Regions from separate parts of the Mus musculus genome. Here region 1 is linked to region 2. A link is a contact called in public HiChIP or PLAC-seq data. All regions are on one chromosome and are shown on one strand. The core of a region is the stretch at or near the end of the contact, and the rest is flanking DNA. Distances in the headings are between cores, read along the strand shown. Region 1 holds the start of Adprhl1 (ADP-ribosylhydrolase like 1). Region 2 holds the start of 4931415C17Rik (RIKEN cDNA 4931415C17 gene).

The links. HiChIP or PLAC-seq counts read pairs in DNA pulled down with a chosen protein or histone mark.
Region 1: an H3K27ac HiChIP or PLAC-seq map of thymic regulatory T cells shows a contact between it and region 2, with 6 times the contacts expected there. The contact joins the promoter of Adprhl1 here to the promoter of 4931415C17Rik in region 2. A contact is called at or near these places in 8 of 39 promoter capture datasets (the 3T3-L1 cell line, the HPC-7 cell line, HPC-7-derived erythroid cells and 3 more), 2 of 115 datasets of contacts at active chromatin or transcription factors (stem cell-derived neural progenitor cells and thymic regulatory T cells) and 2 of 9 other capture datasets (adipose tissue and embryonic stem cells).

What each region holds. Positions count from the first base shown.
Region 1 is chr8:13,252,842-13,256,486 of GRCm38.p6, reverse strand. Adprhl1 (ADP-ribosylhydrolase like 1) reads left to right here and starts at 2,325. Exons shown (of 7, transcript NM_172750.4): 1 at 2,325-2,669. The coding sequence starts at 2,459. Dcun1d2 (DCN1, defective in cullin neddylation 1, domain containing 2 (S. cerevisiae)) reads left to right here. Exons shown (of 7, transcript NM_001024504.2): 7 at 1-524.
Region 2 is chr8:12,670,537-12,674,385 of GRCm38.p6, reverse strand. 4931415C17Rik (RIKEN cDNA 4931415C17 gene) reads right to left here and starts at 1,959. Exons shown (of 2, transcript NR_166502.1): 1 at 1,361-1,959. It overlaps Tubgcp3 (tubulin, gamma complex associated protein 3), which reads left to right and starts at 2,286. Exons shown (of 22, transcript NM_198031.1): 1 at 2,286-2,431. The coding sequence starts at 2,356.

The DNA of each region.
Region 1 (3,645 bases), core at 1,076-3,575, 580 kb before region 2:
ACGTAACCAAACTGACTTAGTGAAAACCTGGAAAACAACTTCCTTCCAGGCTTTGTGGGTTCCTGACTTGTAGTTAACTTCTGTTCAGAGAAGTTTATAGATACAAAGAACTAAATCTTGAAGGTCTGCAATACATTCTTATTTCTAAGATTTAACATTCTTCAGGGAAAGGAGCAGTGATATGATTGAGCAGGTGAAGGCATGTGCTGCCCAGCCTGAGTTCAGTCCCTGCGAGCCACGTGGTGGAGGGGAGAAGTGACTTCTCCAGTTGTCCTCTGACCTCCACACATGTGCCATGAAATGCATGTACTCCCCACACACATGTACTCACACAGTAAAACAAATAGGCAAACAAGCATAAATAAGTTAAGTTCTATGGGATTGTCAATAGGCTGTGACATACCAGTAATTGATAAAGGCTTTTTAAACAATTGTGCTTTCTGTTCTCTTATTTACACTTGAATTGTGCATGTTACAGAAATGCTGAAAACTTCAGACATAGTAAATAAAATATTTTCCCTGGTGTTGTGATGTCCTTTATTCTTGGTTGCACAAATACCTACCTGTGCACATCAAGGTCCTGGGCTTTGTCTTGGAGCAACAGAAAGAGCCTCTGTAGTGACAGCAAGCAAGCCCTTGCCACATTGCATCCTCACCAGGTAAGTAGCATGTTGGAGACAGACAGACAGCTCCATCCCTCCAGGTCGCTTTCTCTGCCCAATATGCTGGAATGTGGGGGCCGTCTATCAGAATATGCTACTACAGCTAAGATTATATCTAGAACATATTTACCCAACACCACAGGTTTAGGAGATGCATGTAATCTGTTCCACTTCCCAGAGGAGACAGCATACTCCTTGTCTAAGTGACGTAGGTGCTGAGTTGTGGTAGTTTAAATGTTCAGTGCAGTTCATACTTGATGCTCTGTGGGCGCAGAAGTCAACTTCCCAGCTTCTTTTGCTGTGCCTAGCATCCTGTAACAGAAGGGGCTCTGTGAATGTCAGGTAGACAGACTAGTGAGGCAGCCTTATCTTGTGTGTGATTTTGACCGAATAGTGTAGAAGTGGTTTCCAAACATCCACAACAAAGCCTCTCCCAAGAGTCCTTGGACCTCACTCCTTGAGCCAGGTCACACTTGTCCATAAGTTGGTACACCGTAAGTGGGAGCTGGCTCCTGCTGGCTTCTGCTGTTTGTCTGTCTGGATGGGAGCTATGTACCTTCTGGATTTGTGGGACTGCTTCAGACTGAGAGTTGGGCCAGCAGGAAGGGCGTCTTGTTACACACTAAAGTTCTTTCCAATTGTATTCTAAGTCCAAGTGATGCACTGCCAATTCTGGGTGACAGATTTACGTCACAAGAGGGCCAGCAATGTCTGAGGCTGCAAGGTTTGTGCTTGAGACAGGGTATAGGGAGGTGGTTGACCTAGGTCATTTCAAACCAAGAAGCCTGGCTTTATAAAGTGCACCTATCCATCCTCATTATTTAATAATTCCATGAGCAGGCAGTGATGTTTACAACAAGTGAAGTTTGTTTGTATAGACACGCATCACTAAAGGTTAGCACTGGAGCCCCTTACTGGACACTAAGTTGTGAGAGAACACTTTTTCACAGGAGCTGGGAGTTCTCGTTCTTGTAAGGTTTTCTCTCATGTCATGGTTTTAATGGAACTGAGGATCAGACCAAGGGCCTTGTATACATTAGGTAACATTGCTCTGTCGGGTCTACTGCAGCCCACAGCCCTCAATTTTATAATAAGGGATGGGTTTTGTTTGTTTTTTGTTGTTGGTTTTTTTTTTGTTTTGTTTTTTTTGTTTTGTTTTTGAGGCAGGGTTCCTCTGTGTAGCCCTGGCTGTCCTGGAACTCACTCTGTAGACCTGGTTGGCCTCAAACTCAGGGATCCACCTGCCCCTGCCTCCTGAATGCTGAATGCTGAAACTAGAGGCGTGTATCACCACTGCCCAGCCAGAAAAGTTTTCTAAAAGCATAAAACTACAATGGGTGGGCCTCAGTTTTATGCTGAGTGAAAGAGGGCAGACAAGAAGGGGCAAAAGGAGTGTGTCTGTCTGAAGGTAGGGCAGAGCAGATGGTCAAGGAACCGGGATGGAGCAGTATGTTCTCATTGTGGTATGTCGCTCTGCCAGCAGGGGGCACAACTCACCAAGGTGCTGACAGAGTAGCACAGCTCACGGGCTCTGAGCTGGGCTGAGCTGGCTGGGTGTACACTGGTGCCAGCAGACTCCTTTGCTGGAGAGCCAGCGTGTCCCAAACAGCTCCCACGTGGTGAGCTCTGAGCCTTTATCTCATTGGTGCCACCTGCCAAGGCAGGGAAGGAACGCCTGGTCATTTGGAGAGTGCTGGATGGTGATACAATGACCAGTATAAATGTCAGCGGGGCTGGCTAAGGGTGGCCAGGAGAGGACAAAGGCAACCGCAGGGTAAGAGGGGTCACCTTCCAAGATGGAGAAGTTCAAGGCTGCAATGCTGTTGGGGAGTGTTGGAGATGCCCTCGGCTATGGAAACATCTGCAGGGAGAACAGCGTTTTAGGCTCAATCCAGGAGGAGCTGCAAAAGACAGGGGGGCTGGACAGCCTTGTGCTCTCACCTGGGAGGTGGCCAGTGAGCGACAACACCATCATGCACATGGCGACTGCTGAAGCCCTGACCACAGGTAGGACTGACTGGCGTATTCGTGGCTCCAAGTGTGCTGGGGTAGAAAGACAGGCCACCTGGGTTGATAGCAAACCAGTACCAAGAACCCTGAAGGTGGTGTCTTAGAGCCCTGTGTTACCTGACACTGTTGCTGAAGGCAGGGATTTAATATTCCCCCAAGACCTGGAGCCTGAGAGGCAGCGGGCAGGTCATGTTTCTCCTGAGTGTCTTTAGGGGACAGCAGCCCTTGGCAGATAATTAAGCTCCTGGTTCTGAACAGTGTTCGCTTGTCTCTGTGTTAGGTGAGCAACCCTCTAGGAGCTGCTCTGCAGGGCGGGGCAGGGGTGGGGGAGACAAAGCACAGACAGACATAGGTGCACTGCAGAGGCTGAGCATCTTATTCTAAGTCTATAAAGAAGAGCTTGAAATGTGGGCCCACTGAGATAACATTGTTTGGGGGTGGCATCTCCGATCCAAATAATTAAGGTTGAGCTGTCTGTCCGAGCGATCCAGTTTGGGCGTAATTTATGAGTAAATTGTCTAAGGAAGAGTTTTGGACATGGAAGAACAAAGCTTGTTTCCTAAGGAGCTAAAATCAACAAAATGTTACCTGGATTTCAGAGACGCGCCCATATACAAGCGCCGTGTGTCTTTTCTCGACACAGTGTGATGGTAATACCCTGCAGGTCTGGCATGCCATCGTTGCAAAACTGAGGCCTGAGGCCAGCAGTTGAGCCAACAGACCCCACATACGCATTCCCTGCTCTGTCCGTCTGTCGTGAGCACGCCCAGCTTAGTTCTGTGGTCACTGTATAGGAATGCCACCAATGCCGTGTCTCTAAATAGAGCAGACACACATTGATAAGATATGGTGTCACAGCTTGTTGAAAATGGTGAAGCATCTTTCTGAGTGTACCTCATGATGAAACGCAGGTATTTATGGATTCTGTGGTCATTGTATAGGAATATCATCAACTTGCCCCTGAATAACGAGG
Region 2 (3,849 bases), core at 710-3,209:
GCCATGCCAACCAACAAGAGGGTGCCGATAGCACAGAGTATTCTGGGAAAGTCCTCCTGACTGTGGACGGAAACATTTGTAGTCTCCCAACAAGTCTTTCTTCTCTGGAATAGCTTTGAACCACATGTCCCTTATTCAGTCTGCTTACTGTGGGCCAAATCTGACTGCTGGGAAACACTGACCCACTCAACTGACTGGGTTTTGAGATGGGCTGAAACAGCCAGCCAAGAGGGCTGCTAGTGCTTTCTATATATTCACAACACATATATAAAGATCTAATCACTTATTTTATGTGTGTTTTGCCTGCATGTATGTAAGTGCACCGTGTGTGTGCCTGGGGCCTGAGGTAGTTAGAAGGCAACAGATAAAACTAGAGTTACAGCCAGGTGTGGTGGCACATGCCTTTAATCCCAGCACTCGGGAGGCAGAGGCAGGCAGATTTCTGAGTTCGAGGCCAGCCTGGTCTACAGAGTGAGTTCCAGGACAGCCAGGGCTATACAGAGAAACCCTGTCTCAAAAAACCCAAAAAACAAAACAACAACAAAAAAACCTAGAGTTACAAGATGGTAAGATGGTGGTGAGCCACCATGTGGGTACAGGGACCTGAACCCAGGTCCTCTGGAAGAGCAGCTAGTGCTCTTAACCACTAACCCATCTTCCTAACCCATTTATGTATGTATGTATGTATGTATGTATGCACATACGTATGTGTGAGTGTGATTATTTTTGAGGCAGGGTTTCTCTGTTTTATAGCTCTGGCTGTCTATGAACTCAATATATAGATCAGACTTTCCTTGGAGACCACTTGCCTCTTCCAAGTGCTAGGATTAAAGGCATTGTGTCATCAAGCCTGTTTTTTTTTTTTTTTTTTTTTTTTTTTTTTTTTTAGCATTTTTTGGTCACTGGCTTAGTTGATTTACAATGTCCTAACTTGACTGACTTCATTTTGTATGGTGGAGGTGAGTGGACCAACTGAGGTAGTTGCTTTTCTCCTGCTCTGTGGGTTCTGGGGAACTCGAGTCACCTGACTTGGTGACATCAGCTCCTGTTGTCAAGACTGTGCTGGAGCAGCTACTTTCTAAGTGTTTTCATCTATCTGCTGACATTTCACTTCAAGTAGCCACACAGAAAAGCAAACCGCTCTGGCTTTTCCTGGCTCATTGGCCACCCTCAAATAACTGTCAATACATCTGCAATTAAATGTGTGAGTGCTCAGTCCAGAAAGCCACCTTAAGACTTCTTGCTGGGATCACTCCTATTACCAAAGGGCAGTGCTAGGACCACTCAACAAAACAGAGGCTACAGGGACTGAGGACTGAGCTCTGACTACATGGATGATGGAAACAGAAAAGTGGATCACCTGAAGGTTAGCTACTGGCCCCGGGGTGGAAGAAACACCAGGAATGACTGATAGTTATTCACTATGGCCTTATTCTAGACCTTCTGATGGAGCATCATCTGTGTGGGTGGTACAAAATAGGCTGGAGCTAAGAATGGGCTGAGAGCTGAGTGTTGAGAGTCTCGGCTTGTTAGAGTCGTAGTCAAATTCCAGGCTGAAGCCGAGAGTCTCCTCTTGCAGTTTCTATCGTTGGCTTCAACTGGCTGAGCTCCAGCAGGTACCATTTGTACAGGGAGTGAGTGTGTCCGCATTCTGTACATCACAGAGCGGGCAGGGAAGGGTGGCTAAGAGATCTGCGAGCAAAAGACGAATAAAGGTATGCTCTCCATTAAGCCACCTCTGAGTGCCACTGCTATCATAGTCCTGAGTCAGCGACTAAGAAGGGAGCTTTCTGCGGACCACCGAGCATCCGGGCAGGAGCGGCGGAGCTGGGCTCCCAGTGACGAGGACTCTCCTCCTCCTGCGTCCCAGACAGCACAGAATTTCTCGTGTCTGCGTCTGATTTTTCCTTTGCGGCAGCGCTCAAGCCTCTCCATCTCAGTATCCCCGTTTCCAGGACTACCTCCTGGTGACGTCAAGGGGCAGAGGTTCCAGACCTCTGAGAACTCACTTACGAGAGCCCTGCGTAGTAGTCCGGCGCCCCTGTCCCTGTGTGGCTCAAGCGCACTCGGACTCCGCATCCAGTGCTGTTCACAAGCAGCGCCCAGACCGCAAGCTGCGGACGCGTACGGGCATCCTAGGAACGCGTTGCTGCGAGCGTCGCCCAGCAACGACTTTTCCAGCGCGGAGAAGCTGCCAAGTGCAGAAGCCGGGAGAGCGCACGCGCGTCTCGCGCGGGAAGCGGTGCATTATGGGAGGCGCGCGCTTTTGCCGCTTCCGCGAATATGGCGGCGCCGTAGTTAGGGCGCGGGATCCTGGGGCGCGGGGAGGCTGCAGTGCGCAGTCCGGGCGCGGTAATGGCGACTCCGGATCAGAAGTCGCCCAACGTTCTGCTGCAGAACCTGTGCTGCCGGATCCTGGGCCGGAGCGAAGGTACGCGTCCCGGGGTTCAGGGCTGTGGAGACTGAGCGCCATGACCCCCGCCGGCCGGGTGCTGTTCTCCCCGGCCCCCGGGAAGGAAAGGGGTGCGGCTCGCGGACTGTCCCTGCCCTGGGGGCCCAGGCCGGAGCTGCTGTAGCGGCCGAGTTTGTTTTTGGGTTCGTCCAGACAGCACGGCAGCCTGCAGCTCTGCTTCTGCGTGCTTCTCACTCTGCTGTCACCTTTGCCTCTGGTGATGATGAGTCCTGGTTAGATGATGCTCGCTTATTCCTGGACGGTTCAGCTAGCGAATAATGCTTCTAAGAAGCCAGACCCCCAAGGCAGTCCTGCCCACTTTACCCGTACTGTCGCCGCCGTAGTTGGGGGTGGGGAAAATGTCAAGGATCTGGTTTCATGAAGCTCATTTTGGAGATGAGTGGGGACGCGTCTTGAGGGAAGGTTTTAGTAATTGACATGACTGGGTTGCCTTAGAATGTTGAGACAAATCGCGCAGGTTTTCAAGGGAAGACTTTAAACAAGAACCGAGTTTTAAAAACTGAGAGAGCCTTTTGATCTTTCATAATTTGTAACAACCTATGTAACAACTTGTCAGCGTAGAGGATGAATTACTGTGTCACTACTAAACCGTTGACTTAACTCCCTTCTTGCTTTATTCCTTGTAGTGTTTCACTGTGCAGTTTGTTCATGTAAGAAATCTTTGAGGCTTCCTCGACCCTATTATGCCATGAGAGATGCTCCTGTCTAATGGAGGGAATGTGACTAGCACGTTGGTGAATACACAGTGTTTGTGGGTGATAAAGGGCTAGGGAGAAGGCGGATAGGAGGAGCTTAGAGTTCCAGTATCTGGGGAGAGTGTGAGTGCAGAGGATAGTTTACTTTTCTGAAGGGAGTGATCCAGTCATAGGCAAAATTAGATAACTAAGGCTTAACACGCCATACCATCATTTTTCTTTTATTGCATTGGGTCCAAAATTTTTACCTTCCAGAAAGAACCTCGTAGTTATAGCTAGATTTTGAAGTTATTCATTATGAACTTCTAAATTTGAATTTTACATTAAGATCCCTTTTGATAGAAGTTTCACAGCCTTCAGGTGATTGAAATGCTACTTTAAAGCAGAATCCTGTATCCTCCCATTTTCCCACCCCCATTTGTGATTATGTCTTGTGAATCGCTGGACTTTCAGAGAGATCCAGGGTAAAGCTCATTAAAGATGATGCTGTCTTCTCTGTGGATGGAGTTGAGGGATGCAGAGTCAGCTGGGTTCTCTGCCCTCACACACTTTGTTGATATTTTGTTGTGCTCTGACAGGTGTGTAGCCATAGCTAATTGTTGTCATCTCTTTTTCCTGATTCTGTTGAGCATGACTTCTTGTTTGGCCATTCAGATCTCTTCCTAAGGTTGTATTTTATTT